Regions from separate parts of the Mus musculus genome. Here regions 1, 3 and 4 are each linked to region 2. The links are chromatin contacts, called in public Hi-C and HiChIP or PLAC-seq maps. All regions are on one chromosome and are shown on one strand. Each heading gives the region's core, a stretch centred on a gene start, on an enhancer-like site or on the middle of the called end of the contact. The rest is flanking DNA. Distances are from core to core; before and after follow the strand shown. Region 1 has its middle 56 kb from the start of Gm40638. Region 2 overlaps Gm35154 (a long non-coding RNA gene). Region 3 overlaps Atg5 (autophagy related 5). Region 4 has its middle 21 kb from the start of Gm40639.

The links. A called contact is a pair of places that touch in the nucleus more often than the background predicts. HiChIP or PLAC-seq counts read pairs in DNA pulled down with a chosen protein or histone mark.
Region 1: a Hi-C map of uterus shows a contact between it and region 2. The contact joins two enhancer-like sites. A contact is called at or near these places in 7 of 39 promoter capture datasets (3T3-L1-derived adipocytes, cranial neural crest, embryonic stem cells and 4 more), 3 of 484 Hi-C or Micro-C datasets (pre-B cells and uterus) and 1 of 115 datasets of contacts at active chromatin or transcription factors (bone marrow-derived macrophages).
Region 3: a contact with region 2 is called in a Hi-C map of uterus, with 3 times the contacts expected there. The contact joins two enhancer-like sites. A contact is called at or near these places in 13 of 39 promoter capture datasets (the 3T3-L1 cell line, 3T3-L1-derived adipocytes, the C10 cell line and 8 more), 1 of 15 datasets of contacts at CTCF or cohesin (large pre-B cells), 10 of 484 Hi-C or Micro-C datasets (B cells, the G1E-ER4 cell line, embryonic fibroblasts and 5 more), 3 of 115 datasets of contacts at active chromatin or transcription factors (bone marrow-derived dendritic cells, embryonic stem cells and neural progenitor cells) and 1 of 9 other capture datasets (bone marrow-derived macrophages).
Region 4: a contact with region 2 is called in an H3K4me3 HiChIP or PLAC-seq map of bone marrow-derived macrophages, with 3 times the contacts expected there. The contact joins two enhancer-like sites. A contact is called at or near these places in 8 of 39 promoter capture datasets (the C10 cell line, cranial neural crest, embryonic stem cells and 5 more), 1 of 15 datasets of contacts at CTCF or cohesin (pro-B cells), 12 of 484 Hi-C or Micro-C datasets (the G1E-ER4 cell line, bone marrow-derived dendritic cells, cerebellar granule neurons and 5 more), 10 of 115 datasets of contacts at active chromatin or transcription factors (CD8 T cells, the SCID.adh cell line, astrocytes and 7 more) and 2 of 9 other capture datasets (bone marrow-derived macrophages and embryonic stem cells).

What each region holds. Positions count from the first base shown.
Region 1 is chr10:44,886,208-44,889,071 of GRCm38.p6, reverse strand. No RefSeq gene overlaps it. Among named protein-coding and RNA genes, the nearest start is that of Gm40638, 56 kb to the left of the region's middle. Within about 2 kb of position 1,586, at least 56 of the 459 cell types and tissues checked have an H3K27ac peak or open chromatin away from gene starts, as enhancers often do. A contact at or near this core is called in uterus, where this site is marked.
Region 2 is chr10:44,606,021-44,608,928 of GRCm38.p6, reverse strand. The region is part of intron 2 of Gm35154 (a long non-coding RNA gene); the gene reads right to left. Among named protein-coding and RNA genes, the nearest start is that of Gm35154, 8.6 kb to the right of the region's middle. Within about 2 kb of position 1,323, at least 70 of the 459 cell types and tissues checked have an H3K27ac peak or open chromatin away from gene starts, as enhancers often do. A contact at or near this core is called in the SCID.adh cell line, bone marrow-derived macrophages, pro-B cells and 1 more, where this site is marked.
Region 3 is chr10:44,324,523-44,327,491 of GRCm38.p6, reverse strand. All of the region lies in intron 6 of Atg5 (autophagy related 5), which reads right to left. Among named protein-coding and RNA genes, the nearest start is that of Mir1929, 34 kb to the left of the region's middle. Within about 2 kb of position 1,596, at least 41 of the 459 cell types and tissues checked have an H3K27ac peak or open chromatin away from gene starts, as enhancers often do. A contact at or near this core is called in bone marrow-derived macrophages and uterus, where this site is marked.
Region 4 is chr10:45,001,403-45,004,226 of GRCm38.p6, reverse strand. No RefSeq gene overlaps it. Among named protein-coding and RNA genes, the nearest start is that of Gm40639, 21 kb to the left of the region's middle. Within about 2 kb of position 1,331, at least 85 of the 459 cell types and tissues checked have an H3K27ac peak or open chromatin away from gene starts, as enhancers often do. A contact at or near this core is called in the SCID.adh cell line, bone marrow-derived macrophages and pro-B cells, where this site is marked.

The DNA.
Region 1 (2,864 bases), core at 337-2,836, 280 kb before region 2:
TGTAAAACAGCAAGTACCTAAGATCCTCAGTATAGCAACCTCAGAGGAGCTGAAACCTTGTGTGTGTGAGTGTATACACACACACACACACACACACACACACACACACACACACACACGCATTGACATGAGTATGTCTCCTTTCAACCTGAATCATATTTGCAGCAACTTAGTTTTATTTTACTTTTAAGGGCCCTACTGAAATATTTTTGAGATAACTAAAATGAAGAGAATTCTAATATAATCTAAGTTTCTTATACTAGTTTCAACTTATACAGCAAAGGCAATCTTTCATTTCTTTATGGTTGCTTAGCTCCCCCATGGATAGTTTAGATGTACTGTATATCAGCAAGAGCTTTGGTTTTTGGCGTTGACAGAGAGGAGGACAAAGCACTATTTTCAAAAACGTGATTCAGTCAAAATTTGCAGTGCTTTGTTCACTTCCTAAAGACACCCTCACTTAGGAAATGTGTATCAAGAAACACAGTTATGTTAAGACTTTGAAAGTGTAGACACAAAGAAAGAATATTTAGTGAAACTGGAATTTTCTCTGCGAGGAAACCCAACAGAATGGATGAGAAGACCTGAAGGGTTCTTGAAAACAGAGCAAGAGAATCTTCCAAAGTAGAGGAAAGACTTTCAGAACATTCCCACTTGGGCCTTTACCCACTGTGATGAACGAGCTATCTGCTTAAGAGAAATGCTGTGGCCATCAAGTCCATTGGATGCTCCTGACAATTAGATGTCTGTCTCCATTTGAACTACTCTACTATTTTTTTTTTCCAAACAAAAAACTCTGACATCTTATTCTGCTCATTGGTGCAGGATTAAATTAAGGGGAAGATTTCCTTCTGGTCATCTTCCCTTACTTGACAGCTGCTCCCCTGACTTGGGACCACTGATGAGCAATTGATGATTTTTAATAAGAATCCACCAAATCAAGTGTTTTTTTTTTTAAGTTTCCTAAATGACTATCCTTATTTTCAAAGTAATCAGTGTTACCTGGACTTTATACTTTTCTGAGGCCTCCATGTGCGCTGAGATTATCAAAAGGAGGAGAAAGATGGACACAGAAGCTCAAGAAGAATCATTTCCCATTTCCAAGAGTGGTTAGGAGAGGAGGAAGTAGATCCTATGGGCCAATGTAGCCCATAATAGAAAGGGTTAGGTTTGGGTTATGGTTATGACACTGCCTAGAATAGAAAGCTATTTGTGGGCGGGTTGTTTGTGATATATCATCTTCCCTACCCACCTGAGAATGAATGATGCACATCAGCTACCAAATTCCATTACACACGCAAAACTCAGCTTTTCTCTGCCCTTTCTTCTCTTTCTTGCTACCAATACCCCAAAGCCAGGACTCAAGGCTTCTAGACACCACCAGATGAGTCAAGGTACTGCGGCCCAGACAAAGTAAGCATTGGCTCTGTCACCACACAGACACGAAGGCATCCGAGAAACCACAGCCCTCTGGCTCCCCTGCCCCTGCCTTCTTAATCAAACTGATGCAGAGGGTGTGTACAGAACTCATTCAGGGCGCACAAAAAGCACGCTGTTAAAATGCCTCGCAGCAGTTGGCCTGCAGAAAGGCCCATTGAGCTGTGATTCACTGAGGAAAAGGAAGGGTCCGAGGGCAGCCAATCAAAGCCTGACCCGAGAAGCTTGGCTCTTACAGGAAGCAGCCTAATTATGTTACTGTAATCCCCGGGTTTGCATTTTTCAGCCACCTCACAGACTTCAATGATTATGTAATTACGGAAAACTTCACAACAAACACGGAGATTCCTTCTGGAGGCCACATTGGAGACTGAAATGTGCATTAGAGTGTGGGAGGAACGCACACAGCTCACAAAGGGGAGAGCAAAGAGATTTATTGAACTTAAAAGGCCACATTTTAAAAGGGCCTCTACCAGACCTCCCTTTTCGTGTGCACATTTTTTGCACCTGCAACTGTTTGTGGGCTCGAGAGCAATAGCCCTCCCCCCTTTTCCCAAGAGACCACACTTTAATGCCTTGGCCCCAAATGTGTCATTTTCCTGCCAGGGGGGGAGAAATCAAAAGAAACCAAGTTTTTAGAACTTTGCTGTAAAGAAAATAATAGTTCTGAGAAGGATTGGAGCCACATTTTCAGGTTAGACACAGTTGTTAGAGAGATGTCAGAAGAGAAAACCTCCCTCTTCACTTTCCTTCCCGACTCTAAGTTCTGTGTTTCCATGGGTTCTGGGTGACATCTGTAGCATCCATTTTAGTGTGGGCTGCAGCAGGCTTTTGACTCTGAAGCATGTAACTGAACTCAGACCACAATGTTCAAAGTCAAGACAGCAAATGGACCTTTCTGATTCTTCCCAGAGAAGATGCCATATAAATTATTTCCATTAAAACAAACCTTTGATACCATAAGTGAATTGTGGAATTTTGGTAATGATGCTCATGAATGAAGTGCTGACAACTGGTCTTGCTTTAGATGGTGTTTGTGGGTAGGGCCCGGGTGAGAGCAGGGATCAAAACTCAGTTTTGGCCATCGATCCACTTCCTCCCTCCCCCACCACCCACCTCATATATTGAGATGAAAGTTAGGGCACAAAGTCTCGTTTAAATCATTATGAACTGTTGCATTCAAAGAGGCATCTGTGAACTTTTATAAGATTGGCCACGATTTGCCCAATTATTTCTCCATTCTCTATACACAGAATAGAAAGTTCCAGATCAAGGGTCACAATTGAAACAAAAATCCTCATGTACATATGAGCTAGAATGCATTACTAAATAAAAAATACAACAGAGCCCTTCCATGCATATAATAGCAAAAGCATGAACTTGATCAAATAGATGAGAGGAACAGATGTAGTAGGTCAAGTATACTT
Region 2 (2,908 bases), core at 74-2,573:
TCATTATATTCAAGAATAGGCCATCTCTACAAGATACATACAAGAGCAACTATCACCATGTCATTGAAAACTAGATGTAAGGCATAAACTATTGTACATTTTCTGAAATGATTATTATTTTTAATTTTATTTTATTTCTGTCTGGCTTTTTGGGAGGGTCGGTGTGTGTGTGTGTGTGTGTGTGTGTGTGTGTGCGCGCGCGCGCATTCCATACACTACATGTGGAGGCTAGAGGACCAATATTGGGAGTCATTTTTCTTCTGTCACTTTCTTGAGGAAGGGTGTCTCTTGTTTCTGCCACACTGTATGGTCTTAGTTCGCTGATCCACAAGATTGCAGGAGGGTCTCGGATCTCTAACGCCCATCTCATTGTGGGTGTGCTGGGACAACATACACCTGACTTTTCGCATGGGTTCTAGGGAATGAACTAAGGCTGTCAGCTTTGCATTTTTAGGCACTGAGCTACCTCACCACACACACACACACACACACACACCCATGGTTAATTCTTCTTAAGGCCCTGAACTCAAGAGATTGACTGTAGACTCTTACCGGATGTGTGTCATGTGCCAGGAACTGTTCAAGGGACTATGGATGCACTGGGAAACAAGATATGGTTCCTGTCTCCAAAAACCTTCCAATATGCTTGGAAAAAGAAACAGTAACACAAAATAAAACATGGAGTGATATGTGCTGTGTAAGAAGTCATTTCGAGATCACAGGTATGTACCTAAGAGACAAATCCATGTGAGACAGGGATAGCCCCGGGAAAGAAAGAGTGCCTCGATGTGTCTTACGGCATCCAAGGACTGCAGAGAAAAAGTAACACCAAACACCGTCTAACAGTGTCAAGTACATTTGAGAAACACGGGTCTAATCACATCACTCTGAACAGCCTGCAGAATTTCCCGTTACTCTCAGGATCAAGACTAATTGGTTACATGTGTGATAGTTAATTTTCTGTGTCACTTTTCTAGGCTACGGCACCAAGTTACTTAATCAAACACTAATCTAGATCGCTCTCCCTTCCTTCCGTTCCTGCTTAACACCTACTTAACCCAGAGCTCTTAGCTTGGCTTGCTTCCTCAGGGAACCTTCTCAGGCTCCCAGCTTAAACTCACTCAGCAGAACCTTTCAAGAGACCTCACAGTTCTGCATAAGCGGTGAGGGTTTCAGCATGGAAGCCCCATGAAGGAAGGCAGGAGCTGTTTCTTGTTTGGCTTTTTTTTTTTTTTTAATTCTGTTCCTTAGCATAGTACTTGGAGCATGAAAGTCTCCCAGTATTTGTTTAATGGACGTCAGCCAGATGAGATAAGGCCAGAAAACAGCCACAGCTTCAGAAGTTCTTGCCAGGTAGAAATCGGTGACCCAGTCCTTTTGATGACTCATCAAGTTGAAACTCGAGGTTAAAAAAGGGGAACCTGGGGAGGCAGTCAAAGCAAGTGGAGAGAGGGGATGTATTTACTGGAGACAGAAATGTCCCTGCAGATGGGCTGGAGGCGGTCACTGTGGCTACATCCTCATGTTGACACTGACTTCAAAAATACCACCTGTCTCTTACCCCAAACTGGGGTTTATGTAATAACATTTCCCACATATTACCAGCTGCCAAGTGCTGGAACTCTATAAAGTACCTTTCTGGGGTCTAAACACCAATGTGAGGCTATTTCAACAGGGGAGATATAGACATATCCTTACCACATGTATTTATTTTTCTGAGTTAATTTCCTACTTATTCTTTGAGAACCTCATACATGCATATAGTATACTTCAGCCATATTCACCCATACTCCCCAGTCTACCTTGTCCAGATCTGTCCTCCATAACCCCCTCCCAACTTCACATCTGTTTTTTTTTTACAACCCATTGAGTCCAATTAGTACTACATATATATGCATATGTCTATATGGATGGATGCATGCATTAGCATGGGCAACCAACCAGGGACCACTCCCCTGGGGAAAACTACTTCTCCCTACCCTAGCAGCCATCAACTACTAATAGTCTCTCAGTTGGGCTGGGGGCTCACAGACCCCTCCCATCCGTGCTGGGAGGTTGACCAGCTCAGTCTTCTGTAGATCTTGTGCAGCTGACTACAGCTGCTCCGAGCTCGTGAGTCATGTCCAGAAGTTAATAACAGTCCTGCCATGTCTAGAAGATGCTGTTCTGCTCCAGTCCTCCCTGGCCTCTGGCTATTATAATCATTCTACTCCCTTTTCCAGGATGTTCCTTAAGCTTCAGATTATAGGGGACTATGGTCTAGATGTCCTATATGTGACAGAAACTTATCACTTAATACATTGACAGGCTATAAGTCTCAACATTAACCATCATCTACTGAACAATGTGCTTCTCTGTTTAGATCCAAGACTTGTACTGATCTGCAAGTATAGAGATATGTACTTAGAAGTCAGTTTGAAACAATGTCTAATTAGTAAAATCATAGTACTAGGCTCTCTCCTATAGCCTATAAGCTCCCCAGGCACAAATTTTGACCATATTAATAATATCACATGTGTTTTCTTCAGGAGAGTGGACCTTAAGTCCAATCAGAAGCAGTTGGTTGCCCTGTTAGTGTGCTACTATTGCACCCATGGGCTTATCTGGCCGGGCTGGTCATTGTTGTAACTTCAGAAGACTAATTGGATATCTCTATGTGGTGTATTCAAGGGAGAATGAATAGAAGGAAGAGAGGCCATTAAGCACTTCAGAAATGTTATCAATCGTATGACAATAAAAATGTGCATTTCTAAATTCACTCACCAGTGTGAGGGGGGAGAAAGGAGCCAGACAACTTGCCACATCATCTTTCAGGCTTGAGCAGCAGACTGAGTATCAAGAGCAGGAGGAAAGGAAGATGTGAGAACTCTTGAGAAAGTGGTCAGGACAATTTAGAGATGCAACAAAA
Region 3 (2,969 bases), core at 347-2,846, 280 kb after region 2:
CAGGCAGTTAGTTCTACAGGAACCATGACAAGTTCTGTGAGGAGGAAGGGGTAAGATGCAAATGGAAAGCTGAGACTTAAGGCAGGTTGTTCTGGGACATTAGAATGAGTGAGTCAAAGAAAGTGAACAAAACTTACTCCAGAGTCCCGAGTCTGCGGACTTGCAGGGAAAGAAAGAGGAAACGGAAGCACAGGCTTACGCTGCTTGTGGTAGACACTACAAATACAGCAGCGCACACACAGCCTCGTGTCATGAACAACTCATCACACGTATTCCACTCGCCAGAAATACAGAAAGCCTGACAAACATTAATTTGCAACAATAGTATGATCTAAGGTAACTCAACTTGCCCAGTGCACAGCTGATTAGATAGCATCTGTACCTCTTTTCCACACCAAGCATTCTGAGACATTACAGTGAAGCAGGCGCATTTCATCTCCACAGTAACAAAATACTACAATCAGAGTTTTTTAGATGAAGAAGATCCAGAAATGAGACATAAGTGCCCAAGTGTTTCCCAACCTTCCTAATGCTGCAACCCTTTAGTATAGTTCCTCATGTTGTGGTGACCCCTAACTATTTAATCATTTCATTGCTAGTTCATAACTGTAATTTTGCTACTGTTATGAATAGTAATATAAATATCTGATATGCAGGCTATCTGATATGTGACCCCCCCCCCCCCCATAGGATTGTGAACCACAGCTTGGGAACAGCTGGCCTGCTCTGTCCTGAAACTTGCTTTCCAAGCCTGAGATCCCAGTCCTGCATGGCTTGAAGCCTCTCTATTTTAACCACGGCCATGCTCCATGCTACAGGGTTATTCTTTCAGACTGTCCAGGGTAGGGGCATTAGCTATAAGCTGCAGGTTGGTAGAGAAGGCAATCCCTGGGCATCTAACATGACAGACTCTTATTCTTTTCCTTTTCCTTTTTTTTTTTTTTTTAAAGATTTAGTTATTTACTTCATGTATGTGGGTACACTGTCACTGTCTTCAGACACACCAGAAGACAGCATCAGATCCCATTACAGATGGTTGTGAGCCACCATGTGGTTGCTGGGAATTGAACTCAGGACCTCTGGAAGAGCAGCCAGTGCTCTTAACTGCTGAGCCACCTCTCCAGCCCGACTCTTATCCTTAAGGTCGAGTACTCAGTGGAACGTTTTGCACTTTAGAAATCATTAACAGAGATAGCAGCCAGGCATGTACACCTTCAATTCCAGAGACAGAGCTCAATGCCAACACACAGCAACTTATGGGCTGGTCAGGGTTACAGTCAGACACTGTCTTAAAATAACTCCTCACTCCAGTCAAACAAGAACAAAAAAAACTCTAGGAAACACTTCATCTTTATCGTTTTCTCCAAATTTCTACAAAATCCATTCATCAAGCCTTAGAGGTAGTAGAGATGCCTTCTTCAGTAATGGAGTGTCGGCCTATCACATGACCTCTCCACCAAGCAAGGAGAACACTGCTGTGGTTAGAATGGGCCGTCACCATGGAGACTGGCCTCTGGGCATGCCTGTGGGGTTTGGGTTCATTGCTCTAACTGAGGTAGGAGCAGCAGCAGGAGCTCACGGCTCTATTCCTGACTGTGGATGTGATGCAATCAGCTGCCTTCACTTTCCCACCATGAAGCACTGAACCCTAGACTGCGAGTCAGAAGCCTTCCTCCTTCCCAAACGACGCTTCTGTCAGGGTTCTTCACACAAGAGAAGAAAACTAAAACACTAACCAGTGTTTCTTAAAATTAACTTGCTCTTGCAACAGCTCAGGGAACATCTGTTTCCAGAGACGTCATCCCACTTTAGCTTTCTGAGATTCCACCTCAGGCCAAAGCTTCCCAGTGGGCCATGTGCGTCCTCGGCCTGGGATCATGGCAGCATTGTCACTAGAGGAAGGGCCAGAATGGGGCTGAGTTCTTTCTCAGAAAACTGTCATTTGTCTGTCCTAGGATTTATCTGGTCAGACATCAAGCTTACTCAGTGAAAAAAAGTTTTAAAACTTCATAGCTACTAGAAGACAACAGCAATAGCAAACAAGTTAGTCAAAAAAATTGAATAGGAAAATCTAGAAATAAGAAACTGAACTGGTATAAAGGCCCCAACACATCAATGGTAATCTAGAAGAAACAGACACGGAACAGAACTGCACTCATGTCTGTGGTGACTTTATCTTCATATAAAAAGGAAAGCCAGCTTATACACTGGTTGTTTGCATACTTTAGTCATGCAACACAAGCAAGCACATACGCGCGTGGACACACACACACACACACACACACACACACACGAGAGAGAACAGAGAGATGTACTATTCTAGGCATTTAAAGAATCTTTTGAAATTGTCAGATGACCATACAAATTATAACCCAAGCAAGGAAATAAGGAAATAGGCTGACAACTGTAAAATCACACACACTGGACTTGAGCAAGCTAGATAGGGACTTTTACAGAACTATTTTTTAATACAATGAAATTTTTAAAAATGTGAAAATAATTAAAGAAGTAGGAAAATGTATTTAAGGAAACAATAGAGATTATGAAGATAAAGAGATAGAGCTAAGCATGGTGGCTCATACCTGTGATTACAGTTCTTAAAAAGAGTTTAGGGGCAGCCTGAACTACGCAGGACAAGGCTAGCCTAGGCTACATGAGACCACCTCACTCCACCAAGCAAAAGAAAACATAAGCCGAGTCACAGCTAACTGAAAATTGAAAGCTAAAATTAAATAAAAAGAACTTGTAGGGCTGGAGAGCTGGTCTGCTCTTGCAGAGGACCAGGGTTCCCTTGCCAGCACCTATGTGGTGACTTGCAACTGCTCATAATTCCAGCTCCAGACAGCCCAAAGCCCTTTCTGTCCTCACACAGCACCAGGCATGCACATGGCACACACACATGCAAGCAAACACAAACACAAACACACACACACACACACACACACACACACACAGAGAGAGAGAAAAAT
Region 4 (2,824 bases), core at 82-2,581, 400 kb before region 2:
TTCTGGTATTTGACTGACATCACTGACTACAATGGCAACTGGTGTTACTTAACGAGGTGTGGACCTGCTCAGTCAAGTTCAGCTGAGGGCTTACTTCAGTGGTGGTATGGCTTGCCTCCAAAGCACGTTCATGAGCGGACATTATTATTTCTCCCTGCATGTCTCAACCTATAGTGGGCTCAAAATGTGACTATCAACTAATGGAAATTCAGTTTATAAACATCCCCCTAGACACACACACACACACACACACACACACACACACAACTTTCAACTTGACACACCCACCACCACCACCACCACCACCACCACCACCACCACCACCACTACCACATGTATTCTAGTCCTCTCTGGGCTAACCAGGTTCCATAGGAAATCAAAGAGAATCCTAAAACATTAAAGTATGGGGGTTATTAGTGAGTGTCTTTATTTTCAATGTGCTTGTGTTCCTCAGACAGCTTGGGGCACCTGGCTGTCCTGTTAACTAGCATACTGAATTTTATGTAGGACGTCCTTGAAAGGCACTTTCACCTAACTCTTTGGCAGCCCCAGTCAGGTGGATGGCCTAATTTTTCCTGACTTTCACTTTGATAGATATAGTTTTGAAGGCTTACCTCCTCTTCCTCCTTCTCCTCTTCCCTTTTCAAATTCATGTGTCAAGCATGTCCCAACTGCTTTGCCCTTGCCTAGCTGCCTGTGGAGGGGAGATGGAAATTTCACATTTGAACCACATTGCCAGGAGCTCCTAATGAAGGGGCCCTGAAAGCTGCTGGCCCAGAGCCAAGTAGGCGCAGGCAGGAAGGGCAGTGTGGTCCTCAGGGGCTGGGGAGAGGGCATAGAGACATCAGCCACTCAGGTTCTGCGTGTCCCTTAGAGGAGACACAACACGTTCAGATGTAATATTTAAAATGCTGCCTTCTTAATTTCAAAGAAACCGTTTGGTAGCCTGTTAATCCCAATGCTTAAAATAATGACGCAATGCATTTGCTTTAGTTTAGACAAAACTCTCTTTAAGTGGCCTACTTTCATTTTCATCTGCACGAACAGTTTGTGGTTGTAATATTTGAGGTTTTAAAATTGTCTTAGTAAGGGAATACAGGTTTTTTTTTTTTTAAACCTGGCAAGCTTTTTTTCCCTCTAAATACCTTCACCTTGTTCTTATGACTCAAAGACTTACTTTCTCAGCCATGAAAGCTTCTTACAGACTCTGGCAAAGGGAAAGATAAACAGAAAACAGAAAAGGTGGCAAGCTTTGCAGAGTGTCAGATGCCCTGTACAGCTTGCCTTTTGTAAACTTCAATCATGGTGGTGTCTGTCTGAGAAGGAAAGACCAGGGAGTCCGCAGCTGAGGAGCCGAGTGTGCTGACACAGGATCACGTGCCACCTGACAGGGGACTGCTAATGGGTAGTGTGGGTTCTCTCTTTACCCCTCAGACTTCTCTTACATGATCACAGTGAGGCTGGAAGGTGAAGGCTAGGACAGATAGATTAATATGACAGCTTTTCTCCACAGTGAAGTCATTTGTTAAATAAAATCTCTGGGAAAGCTGACATCATAAAAGAAGTTAGATAGCTCCGGGAGGCAGTCACCACCCTCGATATCCTTGAACTCCAGAGACTTAATGATCTTCAAATAAGTAGTATTTAAACAAATCCCTTTTCAAATGAAGCAAAGGTCTGTTTATTTAATAATCACCATAAACTTTAAGTGGCAGAGAAAACTCCCTTGAATTGATATTTTGTAACAACTGTGTATACTGAGTAGGTGTTTGACTCCTAAAAGTTAAAGGTATTTCTGTTGTTGTGGTTAAATTCTGAATTTTACTGGCTAATCTGTGGGGATAAAAAAAAATAATTACTACTATGTTCAAATTTTGAGCATAAGTGGCCTTTTGTACATTCACATGGAGGGAAGTGGTGAGAGCGAGTTGTTCATCCCTGCAGCTGATGAGGACTGTGTGCACCCATATGCCCTCAAGGTATAAGCAGGACACCCACCACACCTTTATTCTAGTGCACAATGCACAGGGAAGCCTGTGACTCTGGAGGTTAGCATCTGCTCTGTGAGATGCCCTAGACATGGCTTGATGACTCTGTGGGGCTTTTCTATGCAGTCTCTGAAGTCAGACCACTCTGAGGCACATCTATGACAATGTGGTTGGTTTTTGTCTATGTGCAGATTCCTGTGTAGTTGGATTTGTTTGTTTGTTTGTTTGTTTTTTATGGGATTCTTTGAGAATTCAGAAACACACACACACACACACACACACACACACACTATAGATCTTTCTTGTTAGGGAGTTCCACAAACACCCTGAAGCCTGCATGACAACCCCTGATGCACATTCTTATACTTTAATTAATGAACTCATCGTGGATTATTTCTTTAATAGCCTTTCCAGGCTGTCTGCATTTTATTGCCACTTTTTGTCAAAGGAAACATTATTTTAAAAACAATTGAGCAGAATGAGAGTTTTTGAAAGGATGGAAGAAGAAACAAAGAAACAAACTTAAAATCCCAGCAGCTCCTGAGATTCAGTCCCCTTAGAAAACAAACACACTCTCTAGCAAGTGAAATGAGTCAGCACACTCTGTCTATGCTAATTTAAGAAAGGAAAATAAATTCTGAGTTCAGAACAGTACACCCCACTTTTCTAGGCGTTTCTGTCTCATTCTTCATTGAAGTTCTGATCTCTCCTGCATGATGGCCTCCGGCCTGCTGGTCTACCTACAGCTAGCTCCTCTTATCACAACACAGCACATTCTTATCTCTTCTCAGTAAAAACTACCAACTGGGTAAAAATATTTCTAACTGAATTCTCAT